Regions from separate parts of the Mus musculus genome. Here all the other regions are linked to region 6. A link is a contact called in public HiChIP or PLAC-seq and promoter capture Hi-C data. All regions are on one chromosome and are shown on one strand. Each heading gives the region's core, a stretch centred on a gene start, on an enhancer-like site or on the middle of the called end of the contact. The rest is flanking DNA. Distances are from core to core; before and after follow the strand shown.

Region 1 (3,723 bases), core at 537-3,036, 2.6 Mb before region 6:
AGCCCCATTCTTACTTGGGGTGGCGGCCGGGGTGGGGGTTGAGGACGTGGGGTGAGGGGAGGCAGCTGCAGACATGAGCCTTCCCGCCTCAACACATCCTCCGTAGAAGGGACCCCCTCCCTGCTCCTGGGTCCCTGCGTGTGTGGGTGTGTGTCCGTGTGCATGGCCTGTTTGTGTGCAAGGGCCCAGGACAGAAGTATGTGTGCGTGTGTGTGTGCGTATGCGTGTGAGACAGGGCCGCCGTGGGTGTGCGTGTGTGCGACTCAGAATGTGGGTGGTGGCGCCCTCAGAGACCCTGGCATTGGCTGAGCCAATGTTGGGCCTTCTGAAAAGAAGCCCAGGGGATGGGGCCTTCAAGGTGCCGGTTTGGAGTTCAAATCCTGCTCCTGCAGAGGGGACCTGGGGGTCCAGGCTGGGAGATGGGGGAACCTGCTTCTAAAGGGCTTGTGGGGGTTTTGGGAGGGTGGAGGTGGGCAGACGCCCCTGTAAATACAGCCCTGGGGTGGTCAGAGAGGCCCATGCCACCCGTCCCCACTTGTGACATCCCCTTCGACCACCAGCTGACCATGCATGCCACGTGGCCAGCTGAGTCCAGGACCCTCTCCAGCCCTATCCCCATCAATAAAACTCTGTTTACATCCACCGGCCCCCTTGACTCTGGGTCAGCTGTTTGTTGGGGGTGATTGGAAATACTTGGGAAGGAAATCCTGCTCTTAGTCACTCACAGGCAAATGGGGGATTGGCCTCTTAGAATCCCAGACTGAGAGGAGAGGTCATGTCAAGGGGTGACAACCTGGAAAACTTTAAGATGAGATGACAACAAGGAGGAACTAGCTGATTGCAGGGGAAACACTTCCTGTGCAAGCAAGAAGACCTGAGTTTGAATCCCTTAGTACTCACAGAAAAGGCCAGGTGTAATGGTACATGCCTGTAATTTTAGCACTTGGGAAGCAGACACAGGAAGGTCCCTGACCTCTTGCAAGTCAGCCTAGCCCAGTTAATGAGAGGTCCTGCCTCAGTAGACAATGTGGAGAACCATTGAGGAAGACACCCAGAATCAACCTGTAGCCTGTGCAAGTGTGTGTGCACATCACACATAGATACAGCCAAAGGTGTCCTCAAAGGCAAATTCATAGCCTTGAAATGCATTTTGCTGTTGTGGGTTTTGTTGTTGGACAGTCTCAGTATGTAGCCCAGTCTGATGTCAAAGTCGAAGTGATTCTCCAGCCTCCATACTCCAACCCTGTGCTATAATGAGATGACATGTGAGGTGTGTCTTCACAACAGACATATGCACCTACTGCACTTCAGGTAGATGGAATCACCAAAGAATCTCTTGACAATCAAGTTCAGCTGTGCAGGCAGGGAAACTGAGTCCCAGAGAACCTAAGCCAGACCTGCTTGGTTCCTTGTGGAAGACTTTACAATCAGAGCCAGGCATTGCTCCTTGTTCAGTAGGAAAGCTACTTGAGCATAAAAAGCAAACAACACATCAGGTGTTCAAGACCAGAGATTTTTTTTTTTCCAACACATTTCCTGTCACCTGCTCAAAGAGCAGCCACGTTCCTGCTCTTATTGCAAACTCAGTCCCTGGATCCTGGTGGGAGAGGACTCAGCCTAGGAGACATTGGGTAGAGCAATCCCCACCTCACCCTTAACTAGGAAGTAAAAGCTGCAGAAAGTCTGGGAAAGGGTGGGCAGGATGCCACAGTCACTGCCAGGAAGGGATGTAGCAATGTTGACCCGGCCCTGGGCTCTTCCTGCTTTGCCTCAGAGCAGAGTTGGGGTGGGGACTATATAAAGCCACCTTCCTGGGGTCTTGAGGACAGACATAGAGGAGCAGCTATGGTCTCTTGGCAGCATCAAGGAAGGTAGGTCTCTACCTGACCAGTTCTGGGCAGACCTGGCACCAAGCTAAGCACAATCATGGGGACATTAGTCTGATCCACTGAGGTGGCCAGGAACAGATTCAGGCCTGCAGGCTGTACAAACAGGCTTACTTCCAGACAGACTGCCAGAGGCCCCCTGAGCAGGAATGGGAGAGGGTCCCTGTCCCAGGTCCCAGGCTTGAGGCTTTGGTCATACCCACTGCAAATCAGGAAGCCCCCGACAGGCCTCTGAGGGCTGTTGTGGAGACCAGATATGCGTACAGAAGAATTCCTGTTCACCTGGACCCTGAGTTCTCCCTGAACACCCAGTGCTGACCACACAAGCCATATGAGAGCTGGACGAAGAAAGGATAAGGCCAATCTGGAAGCTTCTGCCTTCCTGAGAATGGCAGAAAAGGGCTGGTGAAAAGCCAAGCATTGTGGCTGGGGCTTTGCAGAGTGAACACGAGTCCACTGACTCTCCCTCTGAACAGACAACTAGGGAGATAGGGGTAGACCCAGGATACAAACCAGGTTAGAAGTAACTAGGTACTTGGACTGGGAATACTTAATAACTGGTAACCTGTTAGAGGTGGTAGCAGGGGAGGAAGTGTGTAGGGGGTCAGACCCAGGAAGTTTAAGAGTCATAGAGGTAAGTTTTGCTGTGGATCAGGGGCTGCTTTGTGAGAATGAAACCCAGGGTATAGTGTTCCTGGGGCTTTGCAGAATAAATAGGAGCTCACTGGCTCTGCCACCCACCCACCCTGCTAAGGAGACAAAAATAGACTCAGGAAACAAACCATGAGGATCGTCTTGTTCCAGTCCTGGTGAGGAAGGACTCAGTGGGTACAGTTTAGGGTGGTGGCCACGGGGACGGGAAGAAGGGGAGATATTTTTCACCATGGTTCACTAACCTCAGCCTCCAGGATCTCAAGACCTGCCTTGCCAGAACCCTGTTTCTCCTGGCCCTCTTGGGCAGGGTGTCCAGCCTCAAGGAATGCCTGATACTGCAGTCGGCTGAGGGTAGCACCGTCTCCTGCCATGGTCCCACCGAGTTTCCGAGCTCCCTCCCTGCCGACACTGTCCATCTGTCGGTGGAATTCTCCAACCTGACGCAGCTGCCCGCCGCCGCCCTGCAAGGGTGTCCGGGTCTGCGGGAGCTGCACCTCTCGAGCAATCGCCTGCAGGCGCTGTCTCCCGAGTTGCTGGCGCCCGTGCCCCGGCTGCGCGCCCTGGATCTGACCCGCAATGCTCTCCGCAGCCTGCCCCCCGGGTTGTTCAGCACCTCGGCCAACCTGAGCACCCTGGTCCTGAGGGAGAACCAGCTGCGGGAGGTGAGCGCGCAATGGCTTCAGGGCCTGGACGCCCTGGGCCACTTGGACCTGGCGGAGAACCAGCTGAGTTCGCTGCCCTCCGGGCTCCTCGCCAGCCTCGGCGCCCTGCACACCCTCGACCTTGGGTACAACCTGCTGGAGTCGCTGCCCGAGGGACTCCTGCGGGGCCCAAGGCGGCTGCAGCGCCTGCACCTGGAAGGGAACCGACTGCAGAGGCTGGAGGATAGCCTGCTTGCGCCCCAACCGTTCCTGCGCGTCCTGTTCCTGAATGACAACCAGTTGGTCGGGGTGGCGACCGGCTCCTTCCAGGGCCTACAGCACCTGGATATGTTGGATCTGTCCAATAACTCTCTGTCCAGCACGCCCCCGGGCCTGTGGGCGTTCCTGGGGAGGCCGACCCGCGACATGCAGGACGGCTTCGACATCTCCCACAACCCCTGGATCTGTGACAAGAACCTGGCGGACCTTTGCCGCTGGCTGGTCGCCAACCGAAACAAGATGTTCTCACAGAACGACACGCG
Region 2 (3,598 bases), core at 264-2,763, 2.5 Mb before region 6:
TCAAACTCTGGTCCCTGGTGGCTGGATGCAGGATACCAGATGCAGAAGCATCCTCAAACCTGCCCTGCCGAGCCCTGCCAGGCTGCTTCTCCCAACGGTCCCACACCTCAGGAACTTATGGGGCCCTCTGGTCCTGACCTCTAGGAGTTACCTCCTGGGCTGGTTCCTGTTGAGCTTGCTCTTTGGCATCCCCATGGTAACTCCCTGCCGTATGGTCTTCCATTCCCACCCCCATGCAGACACAGCCAATCTAGCCTCTGTACTAAGACCTAGAGGCAACAAAACTCTGTTTCTATGCAACTGAACATGTGCACCAGGACTTGCAACGCTAGCCACCATCTGCACAACAAAAATTCCTTCAGTCCTGACACATGGATGCAGCTAACTTCAGCCCTGGAGTGATCTCTGTCCCAAGTCCTGGGGGCAGCAGAAGCCTTTGGGTCTCCGTGTATGTGCCAATTTTTGCCAGGGCCAGAATTCTACCACCTGCGCACCCAGGCTCTAAAAATCTACACTGCTTGACTCCAGCTTTCTCAAACAGGAAACCTCAAAGCCTCCTACCTCCAGCTTGAAGCTGCCTGTTCTCAGGTAAGCTACATACAGCCCACTGAATCCCTTTAAGGGCCGGACTCCAGGTCCCCAGAAAAGCTTTCTTCCAACCCTTGCCCTCATTTAGGTCATAGAGATAAGGTCCCTTTCCTTCCGCTGTATCCCGCTCCCCCATCCATCACGCGCAGCCTCTCTGGAAGAGACTCTTCCCATCATTTGACCCTTCCACTCCAATCCCAACGTGCCCATGTACCCTTTGAGCCCCACTACATCCCTCAGGCTCCACGACCCTGGGATCCCCTAAACGCATTTCTGACCTCTGGTACATTGGTCTCTCAGGCCCTGGACACCAAACCAAGTGACACAGGTTCCGGAGGAGGTCAAGGCTAGCACCACGGCCGTTCTCTGCAGGACTGTGGGTCTCTGAGACTCAGGACCTCACCATGCAGGTTACTCAGACCAAAACATTGCCACACCTCAATTCCAAAGGACCACGGGTCAGAGCCAGGATCCGGAACAGCGGAACACAAGTCCCTCAGACCAGGGACCTCCCCGAAGACGCACCAGACCCCAGGCACTGTGGTCCCGGAGGAAGGAGATTCCTCAACTCCAGAAAACCACAGTGCAGTCACCTGAGCCAGCAGCCCCAACCTCTCCTCAGCCTCCATTCCAGCCTCCCCGCGCGCGCCCGCCCGCCCGCCCGCCCGCGGCCCCTCTGCTCGGGGCCGCCAACTCCGCCGGGCCCGTCCACTCCACGCGCGGCCTCACCCGGGCCGGCCAGTGCGGGTAGCCCTTCATCTTGGCAAACACCAAGTCCCCGGGCTTGAAGGCGTGCGGCATGCTGTCGGCGGAGGCCCAGGCCGCGGGAAGCAGCAACGGCGGTGAGAGGCGAAGTCAGAGGCGGGAGTCGGACGCCTGAGGGGCGGAGGCGTCCGCACGGGCCGCCGGCCGGCGTCTACTTATTGGGTTCAGCACGACCGGAAGTCCCGCCCTCCCTTGGCTAGGGGCCGCCGTCGCCGTCGCTCATGACCACAGAGACGCGCGCGGGCCAATAAAGGGAGGGGTTGGATCAGAGCTAGTTAACGGGATTGGATAACGGAGCAGAAGCCAAGGGCGTGGACTAGGAGCCAGTGGGTGGGGCGGAGGGTGTCGGAGGTAAAAGACGAAAGGTTTAAGCGGCTACTGGGTGGAGCCTAGAGAGGAATGATGGGCGGGGCTTAGGTTGGGGATCGCTCAGGGGCGTGGCTCGCAGTCAGGATGTGGGGCGGGGTGAAGGGCATTAGACGAATTAGACGCAAAACGGACAGGGGCTTGACAGGGGCGTGGCTTAAGAGCTGCATGAGGCAGTGGCCTGTGGGTGAAAGGAAGACTGAAACTAATGACAAGCAGTGATGGGGCGGGGCCTAGCGAGGCCGGAACATACATAACAGTACTGAACAGGCCTTTGGACTCGGCCAGACGAAATATAAACAACCAATCAGCGTAGAAGACGGATTAACGACAGCCTTCCAAAAGGGCATCAGTGCAACTATGAAGCCCATTGGCTATAGCTCGACCAATGGCTGGACATGAAGACAAGTTCCACAGAACTCAGCAAACTCCCGCCAGGAGTTGGCAGAGGAAGGGGCGGTGATCAAGAAAGGTCAGGGCTGAGAAGGGGGCGGGACAGAGCTCACTTGTTTACTTTCATTATTTAAAATTTTTTTCTTTTTTTGTTGTCTATAATACATTACATATTTTCACTTTATACTTACAGCACCTTTATACTTTGACATTTTGCATTTTAATTATTCTTTTTGTTGTTGTTTTTTTGAGACAGGGTTTCTCTGTGTAGCCCTGGCTGTCCTGGAACTCACTCTGTGGACCAGGCTGGCCTGGACCTCAGAAATCCGCCTGCCTCTGCCTCCCAAGTGCTGGGATTAAAGGCGTGCGCCATCACTGCCCAGCCATTTTAATTATTCTTAATTTTATTTGGAGACAGGGTCTCACTCTGCTGTCCTCACTGGTGAGTGGGGGGTGGGGACAACTCCTTATATAGACCAGACTGGCTTCGAACTCACAGATGTACTCTTGCCTCTGTCTCCCCAGCTCTGGATCAAACATGTGTGCCACCGTGCCCTGCCTTAAAAATCTGTGTGCTGCCGGGCAGTGGTGGCTCACGCCTTTAATCCCAGCACTTGGGAGGCAGAGGCAGGCAGATTTCTGAGTTCGAAGCCAGCCCGGTCTACAGAGTGAGTTCCAGGACAGCCAAGGCTATACAGAGAAACCCTGCCTCGAAAAACAAAAACAAAACAAAACAAAACAAATCTGCGTGCTATGTGTGGGCATGCACGCACATGCTACAGCGTGTGTAGAAATCAGAGGACAGCTTTGTGGAGCCCACCACTCATTTTTTTTTCACCTGAGGCTTACGGGGAAAGTAATTCACTCGATGAGCCATTTCACTAGCCATATTTACTTTACTTAAATGTATACTGATCTTAGTAGTTGTTTATTTTTATGACTGGGTCTTAGCCCAGACTACTTTCTGAATAGCTATGTACCCAAGGCTAAATTTGAACTTTTGATCTCCTGACTTTATTTCCCAAAGGCTTATGTGGTGGTGGGGATGGAATCTGGGTGTTTTGCATGCTAGAGAAGATGAGCTTTTCTCTAAGCCCCATTCCCATGATGCTTATTTCTCTTATTGACAGTGTTGATTACCTACTGTACTTAATGTCACAAACTATTCCATGCTGAGTAAAAAATACATTGGATACCAAGTGTCTCAATTTCCCTAGCTGTAAAATAGGGTCCATAATGAACCATGTCCAATGGGGCCAGGAAGGGTTAGTGACTTCCCTATCTTTTTAAAGTTTTTTTTTAAAGATTTATTATTATACATAAGTACACTGTAGCTGTGTTCAAACATGCCAGAAGAGGGCATCAGATCTCATTACGGGTGGTTGTGAGCCACCATGTGGTTGCTGGGATTTGAATTCAGGACCTTCGGGAGAGCAGTCAAGTGCTCCTACCCCACTGAGCCGTCTCACCAGCACGTGACTTCCGT
Region 3 (3,406 bases), core at 785-3,284, 2.4 Mb before region 6:
GAGCCTGGGTCACATCCAAGTCCCCCAGGCTGTCCTCATACCACAGATGGGAATGAGGTTTGAGTACAATCTGAGAGACCACAGCTGGGATTCGGAGAGTTCATGAAAGCCATGGAAGGTATTTGAGGGGAAGTGTTACCCTGGTTCTGGGGGGACCAATGGGAAGGACTGGGAAATACAGGGAGGTGGTGGTGATGCAGGTGTTTTGGGGGAAGGGCTGGGCCCTGGCTGGCAAGGGTTAGGAGGGCACCAAAGGCTCTGGAGACAGGGTATGTGTATGTGGTTGCACCTGCAGCTCGTAGGTGCGGCTGGCCCTGTCCTGTTTGATCTTCATCAGCATGGACTCTTTCAGCTCCTCCAGAACCGACGTGAGGGACTGGAACTCGGCTTCCAGATCCTCCTGGACTTTGGCTGAGTTTGCCTGCAATGGAGAGAGGCTACCATGAGGCTAGAGCAGTAATGCATGTTTTAGCCCCAGCCCTGGGGAGGCAGAGGCAGGTGAATCTCTTTGAGTTCCAAGCTAGCCTGCTCTATAGAGCAAGTCTTGAGCCAGCAAGGGCTGCAGAGAGAAACCCCATCTCACAAAAGAAAAGGCAAGGGCTATGCAGACGGGGAAACCAAGGTGTGGAGAGTCCCCAGCAGACAGAGGGGTGCCTCCTGGCCTCTCCCCTGCACCCACATCTGCAGACAGGAGCAGACTGTTCACCTCTACATTCAGCAACATCTGCTTCAGGGAGTAGATGAAGGTCTGCGTCTCCTCATTCTTCATGGCCAGGGTAGTGATGATTTTTCTTAGCGCCTCCTGGGGGACAGAAGGAACATGGGGCAGCAGGTTGGGGGAGCGCTGTCCTCCAGGAATACAGGTCTGATGTGAGGCTGTGAGATTCCCATAGTAGAGAAGAAAACTGGAGCCCACAGAGCCTCTCAGGGACAGACTTTGAGCACTGAGCTTATTTGGTTTTGACTTTGGGTGTGTGTGTGTGTGTGTGTGTGTGTGTGTGTGCACATATGTATGCATGCACATGCATGTGGAGGCCAGGGGTCAATGTTGGCTGTCTTCCTCTCTCAATGTCCACCTATTACTTGAGTATGGTTTCTCAGTGAGCCTGGTCTAGGCCAGCTGCCATCGAGCCCCAGGGATCCTCCTGTGTCCGTGTCCCTAGGGCTGGGGCTGTAGTGTATGCAGCTACACACTAAACTAGCTTCCTACGTGGGCGTTGGGAACTTGAACTCAGGTTCTCACATTTGCATAGCAAACACTTTACCCACTGAGACACCTCCACAGCTCCTTGTTCAGTTTTGGAGACAGAGTCTCACTGTGTAGCCTAGGCTAGTCTTGAACTAACATCTACCTCTTGCCTCTACCTCTAGAGGATAGGACACAGGAGTGTACCACCAGCAACCCAGGCCAGTAGGTGCATCTTTAAAGCTGAAGGTGAGCTGCACCGAGAGAGTAGTCTGGGCAAGGCGAGTCCCAGAGTCCAACTGAGTATATGGAGAAACAAACTTCTCCTGGGAGAGGCGTGATAGGCAGGGGTCCGCCTGGGAAGTGGACGGGTTTCACTTGGGCAGCTGGAAGGTCTTGCTTGTGAAGGACTGGGCAAGGAGAGGAGGATCCTCTGGGAAAGCAGGTGGAGGACACCAGAAGCCGGTTCCCACCCAGGGTGGTGGGGCTGGGCCCTGCGTAGCTTGGGTTGGTGACCTGTGGGGTGGATTAGGATCCCAGGCTAGGATGACGAGATGCTGAGGGAGGGCAGGAGCGGGGAGGAGAGGTAGGGGGTCTGCGTGTTAACAGGAGCCGCTGTGCGGGCGGCCCGTGCGGGGGGAGGGGCGCTGCGGCATCACCTGGTCCCCTCCCTGTTCCCAATCCCTGCATTTCTCCAGGTCCTACCCTCTGGTCTTCCATAGTTGCAGCCCCCTGTTGCCTTGGCCTGGCCGCGGGTCCCCTTCAGCTGGTTCTCCAAACCCTTAAAGTTCCTTGGACGCAGACAGCAGCCAACTAGCCTTCCGTGCCCTCGCCGCCTCCGCCGCCGCGCCCCCTGCTCAGCGCTCCATCACTACATGTACTACGCATGCGCGAGCGACCGGCGCTGCTTGGGAAATGTAGTTGTCTTCCTCCGGAGCTTGGGTTATCCCAGTGTAATACTGGGAGGGATGAGGAAGCCCTCAGGCGGAAGGCAGGATATCTGAGTTTGGCCTCTTATCCTGTCTTGTGAACTCAGGACTATCCCTTACTCACCTCAGATTGATCCGGTTTGCTATTCAAATTGGCACCCAGGGTGCCCACCCTTTCCTACCCTGAGAGCTGTCCTTCGGTGGCCCACATGCTTGCCACTTACTGCTTGTACAACCAACCAGAATAGAGCCATTATGGTCGCACAGTGAGACAAGGTCCTATACATCCCCCAAAGCCTCAGATTGTATCTTCCCCTAGAAACCTTTCTACCAGCCCTTGCTCTTCAGGGCTAGACATATTTATCTAAAGAGTTCATCTGCTATTAGCCCGGCAAAGGCTGAGGCAGAGTTTCTCAACCACATTGGGGTCAAATGACTTCTTCACAGGGATCGCCTAAGACCCTTGGAAAACAAAAATATTTACGTTATGATTCATAACAGTAGCAAAATTATGGGTATGAAGTAGCAATGAAAAATTTTATGGGTGGGGGGTCACCACAACATGAGGGACTATATTAAAGGGTTCAAGCATTAGGAAGGTTGAGGACCACCAGCCTGGGGCTTCATCAACCCCAGGGTCTTTAAACACTGCCCTCCCCCCACTCCTAAGAAAATAGGTCATGGTTGTGATTGGGTATGAGACAACTCTCTTGGTCAACTATTACAGTATTGGCCACTGACCCCAGAGTGGGGCTGAGGCTGGAAGTTGACTGTGAGAACCACTCACCACTCAAAGCCTCCGCTTCTGCCCAGACCTTGCAGGTGGCCATGAGAACCTGTAAGAGGCAGACTTGGCCTGGACAGGTTAAGACCACTTCATTCACAGAGAGGTCCTAACCTTCCAGCGGGAATGAAGATGGCATAATTGGCTGGGGATGTCTGTGCACTCACTGCCCACCAGGAGTTACAGCTGCCCTTATGGTTTGACTGAGAACAGGGTGACTTGATTTTCCTACCAGAGGAGGTCTCTCTCTCTAAAGCCCAGACTGGCCTGCAACTCAAGAGACTCCCTGCCTCTGCTTCCCGAGTGCTGGGATTAAAGGTGTGCGCACCACACCCGGCACAATGGCAACAGCGGTGACACTGATGGTTATTACCTGTGTGACCCCAAAGTTACCACAGAATTCTGCTGACATGGCCTAGCCCCATGCCCAGAACTGCAGACTGCAACAAGGGAAAGACTTGAGACCCCGGAACTTAGACAGGGGATTCCTAACTTATGTTGCCCAGG
Region 4 (3,334 bases), core at 753-3,252, 2.5 Mb before region 6:
TGTAGGAGTGTCTAAGTTCCATCCTAGCCTTGCATAAACTAGGGCATGTTAACACTTGGAGTTAGAGGCTTGCCTGGGCTACATGGGGACCTGGTCTAAAACTAATAACTACAAAAAAGAAACAAATTAAAGACCTCATGAAAGAGATTATCTCCCACTAAAATGAATTTAAAGTCGCAAGAATAAGTAAGCACATTAAAACCCATGTATATTAGACCATAAATAGAGCCTGTCTTTTTGTTTGTTTTGAGACTCTCTACATAGTCTTGATTGTCTTGAACTTGCTATGTAGATCAGGCCGGCCTCAAACTCAGAGATCCACTTGCATCTGCCTCTGAGTGCTGCTGGGATTAAAGGTGTGTGCCACCACACCCAGATGAGAACCTGCCATAGGTAAATGCCTTGGGTGCATAGAAACTCCATCAGTAATTTGGGGTGAATTCCCATACATTTTGCTAATGTTGCATGCAATTCAGACTTAAGCTTTCCTACAACCTCAGCTATCCAGAGTAGAAACAGCCCAGGCACACCAACTTAGAGACTCGGACCCCCAGAACACTCTCCCTTCTTCTCATTTGAATGGAAGGTAACATCACCTCAATTTTCTATTTTAAAAAAAAAAGCCACCCCCCCCCGAAGGACACTTTTTTCTTTAAAAGTTTTATTCCACTTTAATTAATTTATTGGATACAGGCTTGTGGAATTGATTCTCTTCTTCCCAGGATACAATTCAGGTGGTCAGAGGCCAGATCAACCTGAAATTCATCATCCTCCTGCCTCAGCTTCTAGGATGCTGAACTGCAGGTATGAACTGCTACACCAAACTGGTCTTTATTGCCAGAGCAATAGTGTCGGTTTTAAACGTTCCACCTTGGTTAAATAAAAACAATGCTCCATGAGAGTCCAGGAATTGTACGACTATTAATGCCCACATAAAATTCTCAAGCCAGTCAGAACAACAGCTCCAGCCTTCCTGGAATACCAGGCTGTGAAGGGTGTGTGTGTGTGTGTGTGTGTGTGTGTGTGTGTGTGTGTGTGTGTGTATCTTTGATGATCAGAACTGTAAAAGGGGCCAGAGTTATCCCAGAAGTGGATGGAGATTGAGGATGCGGCTCTCCATCCTGAAATTGGCCATCCCCAATTCCCCTCATCTCCGAGCTTGCAGACTAGTGTAATGTACCCAGAAGGGCTGTCTAGTCAGTGGTGCTCAATTGGAGAAATCTTAGTCTATCAGGACCGACCTCGTCTTTTCCAGCCCCTCAATCGTTCAACACACACTGGGGATACAATTTAGCGGGGAATAGGCACCCCACATTTCGGGAAGCCTACCGCATGCTACAAAGACTCCTAACACGTACCCGACTGGTCCATACCACACTCACAAAGGGCCCCTTTTCGGGACCCAGAAAGGGTTCCTGGCTATGCTTTAACCACCCAAACCGACCTTCCTGGACTAGCCCTGCCCCGCAGAGTTGCTGCTACTCTGGTGTCCAGAGCTCAAGTGAGCACGGGCCTCAATTTCCCCGCCCATTGCAAAGGTCCGAACTGCTCTGGAATTCACAAACGCACTTAATAACTTGTACGACTGACTTTTCTTCTCCTTGCCCTCAGTTTCTCCACTTGCTGCTACAAGATCCAATTGATTTCAAGAGGACACAAGCACTCAGGATCCATCAAATCCAACTCGGGGCCTCGGTTTCCCCATTTACTCCAGCTATTTAGGCGACACAAGATGCCTTCGGGAGCTTGCGAAGCTGACTCTTCCCCCTCCCCGAGGCCTCAGTTTCCTAAGAGCCCTCCCTTCTCCTGGTCTCCGCCCCGAGGCCACTTAGGCTTGGATCCGCTCCTTTAGGCAGTTTCACCCACCCGCGGCTGTCCGCGTCGCGGCCTCCGGCTCCTCCAACATCTCCGCGACGGCGGCGGCGGCGGCGGCGGCGGCGGCGGCGGCGGCGGCTCAGGCTTCAGTCGGGCGGCCAGGCTGCACACTCCGCCTCCCACCGGTGTCACTTCTGCTGCCGCCGCGGCCGCCGCGCTCGTATTTGGCGGGAACCGCGGCAACCACCGCGGCCCGCGCGCCGATTGGAGGAGCTTGCGTCACGTGACACCTCAGCCTCCGGAAAAAGAGGTGCACTCAGTACGTCCTCGCGAGAACTTCGGTTTATGTGCTAGAAAATCCCGCGGGAGGCGGATGAAGGCTCCTTTCCGGCGGTTCAGGAGCTGCTGGGAAGATCTGCATTTCTATTGATCCTAAGAAATGTCAATCTAAAATATCAGCGTTTGCACACCCCCCACACCCCTTTTATTGGCTATATGCGTTCCAGGAGGTGGGAAGGGTACGTTTAGATTAGTAGTGACAACTTGAAATTACCCATTGGAAGAGTAATGGGAATTAAGGTATAATAGTGACGGGTTGAAAGTAGCCATTGTAATTAGAGAATTACTTCCTTTAATTTTATTTCTTGCATTAATTTCTCTTTTAACTATAATTTTTTTTCGAGACAGGGTTTCTCTTTGTAGCCCTGGCTGTCCTGGAACTCACTCTGTAGACCAGGCTGGCCTTGAACTCAGAAATCTGCCTACCTCTGTCTCCCAAGTGCTGGGATTAAAGGCGTGTGCCACCATTGCCCGGATATAAACTCTTTCTAAAAATGTTACAGCTGGGCATTTCATTTTTGAAATGATGAACCACTTTTTAATAAATTAACAATTTGCTTTATTTTAAAATTAGGAATGTTTTTCTATTGTAAAATTATAAATCTTTTCAACCATATATTCCTTCTTTTCGTGTAAATTACTTTGAAGAATATTAAATGAAAAAAATTGAGTCTGGTGCTTCATGCTTTTAATCCTAGTACTTGGGATTTACAAGCAGGTGGATCTCTGAGTTCGAGGACAACCTGATCTACATAGCAAGATCCAAGACAGCCAGTGATACGATGTATAAAAAAATGTTTTTCAGCCGGCCTTTAATCCCAGCACTCTGGAGGCAGAGGCAGGTGGATTTCTGAGTTTGAGGCCAGCCTGGTCTGCAGAGTGAGTTCCAGGACAGCCTGGGCTATACAGAGAAACCCTGTCTCAAAAACAACAACAACAACAAAAGAATAATTGCCTCTGTCTTTTGTTTTTGTTTTTAATTTTAAGACAGAATCTCACTATGTAGCCTTGCTGATCTGGAACCCAATCACTAGTTTCTAAATCTTTTCTTGTTGTTGTTGCTGCTGTTGTTAGGTGGAGGAAGAAACCTTTCTTTATCTGCAAACAGCTCGAATGCCTGCAACAGTTTTCTTGAAGCTGTGGCTAGTAAGTGGGTTATTTAGCTAATGAATTAGTTGTA
Region 5 (3,586 bases), core at 318-2,817, 2.4 Mb before region 6:
GGCATGCACCAGGTCCAGCTTCCATCAGGCACAGCATAAACAGTGACTGTGACACATGCCTGTCATCCTGTGACACACACTTCAGAAGTACAGGCAGCAGGAGGATCAGGAGTTCAAACTCATTGTAGCTAGTTTTAGGTCAGCCTGGGCAATGTTGGACCAGGTCTCACACAAACCAAAAACAACACCTACCCTCTGTCTCCCTGAAGGGAGAATGGGCCGAGGGGGATAATGGCTAGCCCAGAAGATCTTGGACTCCCCAGGGGGCGGGGGATGAGGTGGGGAACCCAGGGTGATAGGGACAGAACACCCGTCCAGGTCCTCCACGCACCTCTTCCCCCGGGCTCCCCAGCAGAGCCTTGGCTCTGGCCATGTCTGCAGCCTCCACCTTGATCAGCCGGTGCCTAGGAGAGTTGTACTTGGGGTCACCGGACCCGGTGACCTCTGGCTCAGCGCGGCCATTGGAATCCTCATAGGGGTCCTCGAAGTCCAGGTCCTTCTGTTCGCGGTAGGCCCGCAGGATGTCGCTCTCGGTGTAGTCGGGGGTGGGCGGCTGCGGAGGCGGCCTCCGGCTGCCCAAGTTCAGATAGTCTCGGAGCCACTTGGCCATTGGTGCCCCCAAAATATGCTGGTGTCAAACAAGGACCTTCATGCCTAGCTCTGCAGCTCGTCCTGGGGCTGGGGGGAGGAAGGAGGGGAGAGAAGAGGAGGGGGAGACAAAAGGGGGGAGGAAGAAGGGAGAAGAGAGAAGAGGAAGAGGACAGGAAGATTGGAGGTCAGAAGTCCTTGGCTGGGCTCAGAGCAGAGGGGGCAGCAGGTGGCGACCCTGGTGCTGCAGGCCAAGGGTCTGCGGGAACTGCGAACTTTAGGGTCCGTGTTGCAGGTGTGATGTCAACAGGGCTGTTTCACATTACCCCTTCAGCTCCATGCATAAAGTTGTCAGAGGCTGAGCCACTCCAGAGGGTCGTACTCCCTGTGGGGCTGCTGTCCGATCCCGCGAGCCCCACCAGTCCGAATTACCCAGATTTCTTGACCCCTGATCCTTCACACCCCGCCCCCGTCACACCTCCAATCCTTTATCTCCATCCCTTAATCTCTGAATCCTTTAATTCCATCTCCAGTATTCCTTAATCTCCAGACCCCTCCATTTCCTTTAACCTCCCGGTCCCCTAACTCCTGCTCCACACCGCCCCCTCAATCCCTTAACCTCCCCTATCCCTTAACCGCCTGCAGCCGCCGCCACTGCACAACAAAAGGGACTTAAACCACTGAGTCCAGGCCCGGGTTCTCAGGGCCACCGGAGGGGCGAGAACACCCGCGTCCCATTGGGTCCCGCCTTGCGGACAGACCTGCAGACCTCAGACCTTCTGTGGCTCCGGGGTGGAGACAGCAGGACTCGGACCCTGGAGGATCCCGGAGGACGAGACCACCGGCGTGGGGACCGAGTTGCCCTTGGGACCAGGGCCGGGCAGGGATTGGGCGAGAGGCCCGAGCATCGCGCAGGGTCGCGGCTGGAGGTGGCGCAGGGCGGGAGGCGTCGTCCGTCACCGCTGCGTCCGTCCGTCGCTTTGTGCCGGGCGAGGGGGAGGGGTGGGAGGCGTCGGCAGCTGCGGGTCCGCGAGCGGAGGGAGGGAGGTGGGCTCAGACCTCAAGGGCTGCAGATGGAGCTAGGAGGTCGAACCCCAAGGAGAGACAGGCGGGCAGTAGTCAGCCAGAGTGACCCAAAAGCCATGGCCAACTGTCTGTCCGCCTTAGTCTCCCCAACTGGTAATCGGTGCAGGAGGCATTGACAGCAAGAGTTACTGCTAAGGGTCTCATGTAGCCCAGGCTGGCCTCCAACTCACTTGCAGCAAAGGATGACCTCGAACTCCTGATCCTCCTGCCTCAGTCTCCCAGCATTTAGGGATGACACTCCAGGCTTTGTGCATACTAGCAAGCGCCCTACCGACTGAGACGTTGAGGTTGGCGAAACTGAGGCATAGAAAGGCTTTGTGTGTGGAGCGAAACTCAAGCCACCCATCTGACCATTTGTGCCTGGACATCTCTAGGATGGCACTGGTGGCTCACAGAGAGAGCGGTCATCCTCTTGTCCACTGTGAGCTCTGTTTTCCAGGCAGAGAAACTGAGGCCTAGAGCCAGCACGGCATCTGGAGTAGGCTAAGTCCCCCTAACCACCCACTCCTATCTCTGTCAGGCAGCGTCCCCAGGGGTCACCAGATCCTGTGTGTGCTGGTGTAGTCAAGAGCTTTCTCGCATGGAGCCTGTACGTGGCAGGAATAGCAATCAGGGGGCCTGAGGCAGAATCAAACGGCACTTGACTTTCTGTCGCCTCAGAGCCTCCATTGGGGCGCGGGCGCCTGTGTGTGTGTGTGTGTGTGTGTGTGTGTGTGTGTGTGTGTGTATGTTAGCGCGCCTGCGCGTGTAAGAACAGAAAAAGCCAGAGCAGTAAACTCTTCTGATAGCGGGGAGGAGGATCATGGCAACTACCTTGGGAAAACCTTCTGGATGACTTGGAAGATGGGACGGGGGTCAGTCTGTATCACACTGACTCCGGATTATAATTCACATGCTCTATCCCTGTCGCATTTAGAAGTACAACCCAAAGGCTGGGGGCAGCTGAGAGGGTAGTGTTGGCCCCCAGCATCTTAAACCCAAATGAAAGCACAGGGAAAACATGCATGAGTGGGTTGTATAGCCTATGAAGGCCATGTAATCTGCTATACTGCAGTTCCAGAACAATCCACTTCCCTGTGCCTCTGCCAGTCCCCATGAACTAGTCCTGTCTCTGCCTCGGCCTGCTTTGGATAGTCCCCCACGGAGTCTCAGACTCCATGTACCCTGTTGGTGGCATGGGACAGAACCCTGTTCTTGTTCAGGAACAGTGTGACTGTTCCATCCTGAGGCACACACGGGGCGACTGGGGCCTCAGGGAACAGCAGGATAAGAATCGATGCCCCTCAAATCCGGGAGGGTAAGTGTACCAAAGCAGGGGGACAGAAGGGGAGGTCTTTAAGGCTGGCAGCCATACCTTTAGGCTACATAGTGAGGCCCACTCAAAAACCCAAAATCCAGGCATGTATATGTAGGGGACCAAAACACTCTGGCTGATAGGGAGGCGGGTCTTGCCTAATTGTGGTCTGGTGGCAGATGCAGGGCTTGCCTTGGGAAGCCTGCAGTCTGGAGGGTGCTGTAGGAAGGCTCCTGGCTTGAGGGAGGCATCAGGACCTTGCCTTTCCTGGTTCCCAGCCTGATGGAAGGAAGTACACATTTGGTTTTCTGAGCTCATAGTCTGAAGGAAGAGGCAAGTCACTGACTTTCAGGATCCCCAGTCTGGGGGTGAGGTCCAGCTGCTTCAGTCTGCTGGAGGAACAGTGGCATCTGGGACAAAAAGACCTCACGGATGCCATTGTAGCATGCCACCCCGCCCCTTGCCATGTAGCTTTGTCACTCTGCAGGGACCAGGCTTGTGACCAGCAAGCAGGAAGAGGGCTATGGGGGAGCTGGTACAGCCAGCATCTGAATGCCCTGGGCAGGTGGTGGTTCCCTTTGCCAGGGGTCCCCAGGGAGCTGACAGAAGTGACAGATT
Region 6 (3,674 bases), core at 994-3,493:
CAGGCTAATACTGAAAACTAAGTCAGGACTACATAGCTGGCTTTCTGAATGAGACTAGAGCAGCTGCAAAGGCCAAGCCTATTTATTAAGTCCTTGAACTTGCTCTGGGTTCTGTTGGCCACTCTCTCCCCGGCATGCTACACCAGAGGTCCTGTCTAAGGTGGATGGTAGGTCGGACTGGTAGGACTGTAAAACTAAGGAAGTCAATAGCTTTTGGAGTAGAGCCCCTCGCCTTTCCCATTTCTTAGAAACATACTTCCAATTTTTTTTTTTTGCACGCCTTAGTCTATACCACGTGACGTTAGTATTTCCCAGCTCCTCTGCAGAATTCAAAAGTAGTAATATACTTGCTTCGTGGAAAGTATTCTCAGTTGCCACTCACATCTCCTGGGGGGCTTTGTTGGAAATGTAACTCCTCAGACCCCACCCCAGACCTCCTGATTTTTGCTTTTAGCGATTCCAAAGCATATTTGTGTGCATAAGGCACCGCACTGGAGCCCTCTCAGGAAGGCACAGCAGGTGCTGTGACTGCATCGATAAACAGGAGGTGACCACAAGGAATGGGCAGGGCATGCTTGAGACCCCAAGGTCCTTAAAGCTCCAGAAAACACGACAACCAGAATGTCCCGGAAGGGAAGTCATCTACCAGGTTTATCCATCCTGGCTGTACAGTGGGGAGTAGGAATGAGAACCTGGATGCTGCGGATGCGACTCCTTTTACAGTAGTAAGCTGGAGCAGCAAGCAACACGGGAGGTGTGAGTGAGTGAGTGCCTGGTCCCAACCACAGGCCGCCCGGGCTGACAAGGCCAAGTCCCCGCCCACTTCTGCTGTCACCCAGTCAAAACAAAGCCGCAGTCTACAGTGCAGAGTCGCTCTCCCCTGCAGCCTGGAGATGCTGAGCCCCCTACAAGTGCTCTACAGCTGGATGCCCTGGGTGCCTAAAGTCCCCAAAGAGGGAGAATGGCAAGAAAGCTGTCTTCAAACTGAGCAGACGCGCTCGCCGCCTGGGCTGTCACCCTGCCAGACCCTGTTTACACCCTAAGCGGCCAGGATCCCGCTTTCGCTAAATAAATAATAACAATAATGACAGGGTTGTCGCCGCACGGCCGAGGCCGCCAGGCGCCAAAGGACAGGGGCTTGGGGCAGTGCCCACCTCCCACCCCGCGCTCCGCCCCTTCGCTCCCGTAGAGCGCCAGGATTCCAGGACACTTCTGGGTGCTCCACAACCCAGCTCCTCCTAGCGGGGCTCAGTGGGGAGGGCGAGCGCGGGGAGACACACGCTAAGATGCCCCCAACCCCAAAAAAGCTGCTTCCCAACCCCGACAGATCTGCCACACCAAGCACAGTTACACTCCCTGTGAAAGGACTCCCGCGAGCTCCTACAGAGCAGAAAAAGCCCCAGTGCCGAGCGCTCCGAAGCCAAGACTCATCCTTCCCAGAAGAGGGACACCGGCAGATCTAGAAGACCCCCTACCCCTGTCCCAGTGAGATGCTGTGCAAGCCGCAGCGGCAGAGCGCGCGCACAGAACGCAGCACTTCCGCGGTGCCGGCGGGAAGCTGGGAGTGGGTGGGGGAGGGGAGGGGGGGTCCGAGCCCGCCCGTGACCCCGCGATTGTGCTCATCCCAGCGGGTACCTTGCAGGCGGAGTACACGCCGAGTTTCTCCAGCTTCTTCGCCCGCGGAGCAGAGCGCAACTGCGCCTTCTTCACGGCGATCCGGGCCGAGCCGCCTCCTCCCGGTCCCTCGGCCGTGCCCGCCGCGGCCACCGCGGTCGCTGGCCCGCAGGAAGCAGAGCTCCCGGCAGCGGTGGCCAGGGTCCGGGGGGAACCGTGCGGGGGCGCGGGAGGCAGTGCTGGGGACCCGGCCCCGCCAGCCTCGGCCATGCCGCCCCGACTGTCACCCGCAGCTGCCAGGGTCCCCGCGGGCGCTGGTGGCGGAGCCGAGACCCTCCCCCCCCCCCGGCCGCCGCCCTGCGCCCTCCCCGCCCCCGCCGCACTCGGCCGCCAGCGATCGCAGGCCCCCGCGCCTCCCCAGGCGGCTAGGACGCTAGCGGGCCCGAGCGCCTTGGCCGCGCTCTGCTCCCCTGGGCCTCCGGCATGCTGCTGCGAGCGTAGCCGCCCGCCGGGAGCGCCAGGGCCCGTAGGTGACCGGCGACCCGCGAGACCGGGCCGCTGCAGCCCAGGCACCTGCCGCCCTGCGCTGCTGGCGTCCCTGGGCCTGACACCCTCCCGCGCCGAGACCCAACTTCCTCCACCCTAGCGGGAGCCAGAGGAAAAAAAAATGTTTTCCAGAAGTACCCGTCAGCGGCCAATCCTCCTCTTTGTTGCTAATTCACCAAAATCATGGCGTGAAGGGTTCCTTTTTTTTTTTTTTTTTTTTTTGACTTTGAGTTAAACTTTTTTTTTTTAAACAATTCTTCCCCATCGTCTTCTCCTGGTAGTTTCTGAACCGAATATGACCAGAGAGGGAGGGAGATGACTCAATGGTGTGTGTGTGTGGTGTGTGTGTGTGTGTGTGTGTGTGTGTGTGTGTGTGTATCACATAATACTTGTTCGTTTGAGAACATTACATGTCGGCGAAATGAAAACTAAACGCATGGAAAAAGTTTGAAATTAGTCCGCCTACGGGGTTCACTCGAGGTTGGCTACTTTCAGCTGCTAGTGTGTCTATTGTTTTCAAGTTAACCAGAAAGACAGCGTCCAGGAAAGTGATTCCGATTTTGACTTAAACTTCAAAATCAAAACTATTGTCCCTGGCTCTGATGGTAGGAAGAGATTGTTTCATTTTTTCACATGGGTCAACCTTCCTAAAGCGATTTGAATAGCCCTGCATTGCCGGTCAGCACCGTTGGCAAGTGCCCTAATTCTGCGGAGCAAGCATAGTCACAATGTGGGACAATGGTCGTAATGAATTTGTGATTGGTTGTCTAGCAAGCTTGGTAGCTCCTGCTGAACTCCAGCCATATGGGATGGGCTTTCCCTTGCAAATACTCTTACCAGTCATGCTTAAAGTTGCATTTTATGTCTCAAGATGTGTTTCGCCAGATTCTGTGTCCTTTTAACGCAGAGTAATGCAATGCCAAGAGAGAAAGAAGTCTCTTCTCAAAGGAGTGACACCTGCTGTGAAACTGCAGCCTTACTAGGCTACATCTAACTGAAGTCCTTACCTAGGCTTGACCTTAGCCTAGTGTGGAAGCTCAATAGAGTAAGACTCTTGCCTCAAAAATTAATTAAATTAATTAAAAAACAGGCCAGGAGCGGTGGTCTTCACCTTTGACCCCAGAACTGCAGAAGCAGAGACTGGCCAGGCTCTGTGAGTTTGAGGAATTCTGGTCTACTGTTAGGAGTTCCAGGTCAGCTAGGGCTACACAGTGAAACCTTGTATATAAAGAAACAAGGAAAAAAAAAAAAAAAGAACTCAGCATGTCTTTAATCCTGGCATTTGGGAGGCAGAGGCAAGTGGATTTCTGAGTTCGAGGTCAGCCTGGTCTACAAAGTGAGTTGCAGGACAGCCAGGGCTACACAGAGAAATCCTGTCTGGGGAAAAAAAAAAAAAAAAAAAAAAAAAAAAGCTCAGGGGTTTTTTGTTTTGTTTTGTTGGGGGTGGGAGGGCTCAAGACAGGGTTTCTCTGTGTAGCCCTGGCTGTCCTGCAACTCACTTTGTAGACCAGGCT
Region 7 (3,773 bases), core at 716-3,215, 2.7 Mb before region 6:
AAATATGCCCACAGTCTGTTCCCCTTGATCTCAGGGAAGGTGGGGACAAGAAGATCTGGAGTTCAGGGTCATCCTTGACTACCTAGTAAGTTTGAAACTAACCTGGGCTACTTTGAGACTATGTTTCAAAACAGCAAAACTCGGGGCAGGAGAGCTGCCTGCTGTGGTAAAGTGCTTGGAGTTGTTTGGTTTGCGGTAGAAACTGAGAAAACTTACTTCAGAGACAGAAGCTTAAAAAATAAAAGCTTTATTTTCTGCACTGGCAGGGAGGTGGCCAGTTGGGGATCTGAACCCTGATGAGAGACTGCACGACGCTTTTTATAGGATGGGAACACAAAGCGAAGGGGACCTGGGTACTGACCAATCATATCTTGACACAAAGGGTTAAACAAGGACTTAACACTGGTGACTAGGTCTTATCTGGGTCACCTGGTTTCAGGGTCCTTGAGTCAGCTTTTACAGCCTAGTCCCCTCCTGGACTCTGACCTGGAATCTAGTGTGGTGAAGGACCAAAGGAGTGGGTGAGCCGCAGTAGTCAGTTAAATCAAGGCAGGGACACACTAACGACTTGTGTGCTTTAGTTTGGATAACTGGAGAACAGCATCTTCCTTCCTTACAGCCTTCACTGGCTAACAGACAAACATGAAAGATCTAAGAAGCAGGATAGGAGTTGTATTCTGGGGCCTGGGAACATGAACTCAGTCTTGACCCTGCCAGCAAGATAGAACTTGTTTCTGAGATGGCTGGACTCAGGAAACTGTCTCCTAAAGATGTGACCAAGAGCAAACACTTGATGTCAACCTCCAACTTACACAAATACGTGTGCATATGTAAGCATGAAAATGTGGAGAAGTCCGTCTGCTACCTGCTTTGGGGAGATGAGTGTCCAGAGTCTGGGAGAGATTGAGTTCAGTGGCATGAGGCAGATACTCCTGCCTAGACTCCCCAGCAAGAGGGTGGGGTGGTTCTCCTTTGTGCACCTCATCTTCCAGTCATAGTCCTCTGGGAACTGCTGCTTTTCTGTTTTCACAATTTAGTTTTATCAGTTTTAAAACATGCCATAGGGCTGGAGAGATGGCTCAGTGGCTAAGAGCACTGGCTACTCTTCCAGAGGTCCCCGAGTTCAACCCCTAGCAACCACATCCATCAGATGTGGCTCACAACCGACTGTAATGAGATCTGATGCCCTCTTCTGGTGTATCTGAAGAGAGCCAGAGTGTACTCATACGTAAAATAAATAAATAAAGCTTTAAAGTATGCCTGTAATCTCACCATCTAGCTGAGCTAGGAGGATAGCCCCAAGTCCCAGTATGCATACACAGACCGTTTCTCAAAAGTAAATACCCAGAAATCTCCGACAAATCTTTGTGTTGTGTCTCTGTGACGGCTCAGCAAGTAATGGTACTTGCGGTTCTTTGACCTACATTCATACATGCCTGCATGCACATACATACACACAACACCAAGTAAAATCAAGTAAAGAATTAAAAATATTTACAACCTAACAGTTGTATAAAACCTTGTGGCCTCCAGCACTTCTGTTTACTTATCTTGTATGAACTTATTTTTGAGATGGAGGTCTCACTCTGTGGGTCAGGCTTCCTTGGAACTCTGGGCAATCTCTCTGCTTTAGTTTTCTGTGTGATGCTGGACTGACAAGTGTGAGTCATCAGGTTCCCAGTGCACTTAGCCACATGGTGCTTTGCGAATCCCCAGAGTATGTCACTAGCTGAGCTCTTTGGCTAACAGCTTAAAGTTCTCTGTGGGCGGAGGGTTCCTTCTTCCTTTCCCCAGCTCTGGCCTCACAAAGTACAAGTCCTGCCTAGTTCCACGTGGCGCCAGGACACTGGGCGGGAGGGCAGGGCTTGGCTCAGCTAGATAAGATTACACGCTGACTTCATCCCCCCCCTACCCCCCCCCCCAGACCCGGAAGGGAGGAAGGGGCGGAACCGAACGCTCCCTCCTCCCTTCTCTCTCCTCCTCCTCCAGCAGCCACCAGGGACCGGGAGATCTACCAGCTCAAGACCCCTACAGCCAGGTAGGATGAAGGCAGAGGGAACAGGACGGCGGGCCGGCGGGCATAGGGTCGGGAATAGATGCTGGGCCGGCCACCTGCAGGCTGCCAGGTTCCTCAAGTTCTTTCCCATGGATACTCAGATCCGCAATCCAACTCCTAACTCCCAAACCAGCCCTGTGACCCTGGGTGCTCGCTCAGTTCCTAGTTACCCCCCCCCCCCCCCAACCTCCATGGCTAGATCTTCTAAGTCCCAGGTCTTCTCCAGCCCCAACAGCGAATCCTCAACCCTCTCCACCCTCAATCCCTCCCGTTGTCGCTATTTCCTGATCAGATCTGCTTTCTCTACCTCAATGTTCCCTGTCAAAATTCCTGCCCCAGACTAACACAGACACCATCTACTACTACCTGTGGGGACTGGCTTGCTGCACCTTCTACAGTCAACTATTTCCGGCCCCTGGATACATGCAAGGTCACCCTGGCAGTACAAAGTCCCTGAGTTCCAGAGCTGACAGTCAGCAGAGCCTGGAGGAGGGCCCCCCTGTGCCAGAGACTAAGTTCTGCCAGGGAGAGAAGGCCAGGGAAGAAAGAAAGAGGCCTATTTACCCCATCCACTCACCATCCACCCATCCTGGTTTCTGCTGTTCTGGGGATATCACACAGTCTCTTAGGCATGCTGGATGCTTTTTTTTTTTTTTTTTTTTTTGAGACAGGGTTTCTCTGTGTAGCCCTGGCTGTCCTGGAACTCACTCTGTAGACCAGGCTGGCCTTGAACTCGAAATCCACCTGCCTCTGCCTCCCAAGTGCTAGGATTAAAGGCCTGAGCCACCATTGCCAGACTGGCATGCTGGATGAGTGCTTTACCCACTGAGCACATCTCCTCCCTCTTCCTAACTCTCCCCTCCCCCTCCCCTTCTCCTTCCCTCCTTCTTTCTCTCTCTCTCCTTACTCTCCCCTTTCCTCTTCCCTCTCTCTTAAAAATAACTACCTTTATTTTTGTGTCATTTGTGTTATTTGTATCTTTTTTTTTTTTTTTTTTTTTTTTTGGTTTTTGAGGCAGGGTTTCTCTGTGTAGCCCTGGCTGTCCTGGAACTCACTTTGTAGACCAGGCTAGCCTTGAACTCAGAAATCTACCTGCCTCTGCCTCCTGAGTACTGGGATTAAAGGCGTGCGCCACCACGCCCAGCTGTGTTATTTGTATCTTAAGACAGGGTGTATCACTATGCTGACCAGGCTGACCTGGAACTTACCTAAGTGGACCCTGATCTCTTGGGTTCAAGAATCCTCCTGTTGTTGGGCAGTGGTTGTACATACCTTTGATCCCAGCACTCAGGAGGCAGAAGAGGGTGGATCTCTGAGTTTGTTTTTTTTAAAGATTTATTTATTATATATAAGTACACTATAGCTGTCTTCAGACATTCCAGAAAAGGGAGTCAAATCTTGTTACAGATGGTTGTGAGTCACCATATGGTTGCTGGGATTTGAACTCACGACCTTCGGAAGAGCAGTTGGTGCTCTTATCCGCTGAGCCATCTCACCAGCCTGGAGTTTGAGGCCAGCCTGGTCTACAGAGCGAGGTGCAGGACAGCCTGGGCTACACAGAGAAACCCTGTCTTGAAAAACCAACCCCCCCCCAAAAAAAAAAACCCAAAAACAAAACAAGAAAGAAGAAAGAGGGCTGGTGAGATGGCTCAGTGGGTAAGAGCACCTGACTGCTCTTCCAAAGGTCCGGAGTTCAAATCCCAGCAACCACATGGTG

The links. Promoter capture Hi-C pulls out the DNA fragments that hold promoters and counts their contacts. HiChIP or PLAC-seq counts read pairs in DNA pulled down with a chosen protein or histone mark.
Region 1: a promoter capture Hi-C map of liver shows a contact between it and region 6, with 5 times the contacts expected there. The contact joins the promoter of Lrg1 here to the promoter of Kat2b in region 6.
Region 2: an H3K27ac HiChIP or PLAC-seq map of cardiomyocytes shows a contact between it and region 6, with 8 times the contacts expected there. The contact joins the promoter of Hdgfl2 here to the promoter of Kat2b in region 6. A contact is called at or near these places in 5 of 39 promoter capture datasets (the 3T3-L1 cell line, embryonic stem cells, liver and 2 more) and 3 of 115 datasets of contacts at active chromatin or transcription factors (astrocytes, cardiomyocytes and embryonic stem cells).
Region 3: an H3K4me3 HiChIP or PLAC-seq map of embryonic stem cells shows a contact between it and region 6, with 7 times the contacts expected there. The contact joins the promoter of Fsd1 here to the promoter of Kat2b in region 6. A contact is called at or near these places in 1 of 39 promoter capture datasets (stem cell-derived epiblast-like cells) and 3 of 115 datasets of contacts at active chromatin or transcription factors (embryonic stem cells and large pre-B cells).
Region 4: an H3K27ac HiChIP or PLAC-seq map of embryonic stem cells shows a contact between it and region 6, with 12 times the contacts expected there. The contact joins the promoter of Chaf1a here to the promoter of Kat2b in region 6. A contact is called at or near these places in 2 of 39 promoter capture datasets (the 3T3-L1 cell line and pre-B cells) and 4 of 115 datasets of contacts at active chromatin or transcription factors (astrocytes, embryonic hindbrain, embryonic stem cells and 1 more).
Region 5: an H3K27ac HiChIP or PLAC-seq map of embryonic stem cells shows a contact between it and region 6, with 7 times the contacts expected there. The contact joins the promoter of Shd here to the promoter of Kat2b in region 6. A contact is called at or near these places in 3 of 39 promoter capture datasets (embryonic stem cells, pre-B cells and stem cell-derived epiblast-like cells), 6 of 115 datasets of contacts at active chromatin or transcription factors (all in embryonic stem cells) and 1 of 9 other capture datasets (embryonic stem cells).
Region 7: an H3K27ac HiChIP or PLAC-seq map of embryonic stem cells shows a contact between it and region 6, with 8 times the contacts expected there. The contact joins the promoter of Ticam1 here to the promoter of Kat2b in region 6. A contact is called at or near these places in 1 of 39 promoter capture datasets (liver) and 4 of 115 datasets of contacts at active chromatin or transcription factors (all in embryonic stem cells).

Annotation. Positions count from the first base shown.
Region 1 is chr17:56,120,009-56,123,731 of GRCm38.p6, reverse strand. It overlaps Lrg1 (leucine-rich alpha-2-glycoprotein 1), which reads left to right and starts at 1,786. Exons shown (of 2, transcript NM_029796.2): 1 at 1,786-1,871; 2 at 2,788-3,723. The coding sequence starts at 1,846. It overlaps Sema6b (sema domain, transmembrane domain (TM), and cytoplasmic domain, (semaphorin) 6B), which reads left to right. Exons shown (of 17, transcript NM_001130456.1): 17 at 1-647.
Region 2 is chr17:56,077,546-56,081,143 of GRCm38.p6, reverse strand. Hdgfl2 (HDGF like 2) reads right to left here and starts at 1,513. Exons shown (of 16, transcript NM_008233.4): 1 at 1,318-1,513. The coding sequence starts at 1,389. It also overlaps a transcript of Ubxn6 not described here.
Region 3 is chr17:55,985,139-55,988,544 of GRCm38.p6, reverse strand. It overlaps Fsd1 (fibronectin type 3 and SPRY domain-containing protein), which reads right to left and starts at 2,034. Exons shown (of 13, transcript NM_183178.2): 1 at 1,892-2,034; 2 at 707-802; 3 at 290-421. The coding sequence starts at 1,906.
Region 4 is chr17:56,039,084-56,042,417 of GRCm38.p6, reverse strand. Chaf1a (chromatin assembly factor 1, subunit A (p150)) reads right to left here and starts at 2,002. Exons shown (of 14, transcript NM_013733.3): 1 at 1,867-2,002. The coding sequence starts at 1,906.
Region 5 is chr17:55,968,463-55,972,048 of GRCm38.p6, reverse strand. It overlaps Shd (src homology 2 domain-containing transforming protein D), which reads right to left and starts at 1,567. Exons shown (of 7, transcript NM_009168.2): 1 at 1,350-1,567; 2 at 332-678. The coding sequence starts at 610.
Region 6 is chr17:53,565,540-53,569,213 of GRCm38.p6, reverse strand. Kat2b (K(lysine) acetyltransferase 2B) reads right to left here and starts at 2,243. Exons shown (of 18, transcript NM_020005.4): 1 at 1,636-2,243. The coding sequence starts at 1,884.
Region 7 is chr17:56,274,959-56,278,731 of GRCm38.p6, reverse strand. It overlaps Ticam1 (toll-like receptor adaptor molecule 1), which reads left to right and starts at 1,965. Exons shown (of 2, transcript NM_174989.5): 1 at 1,965-2,038.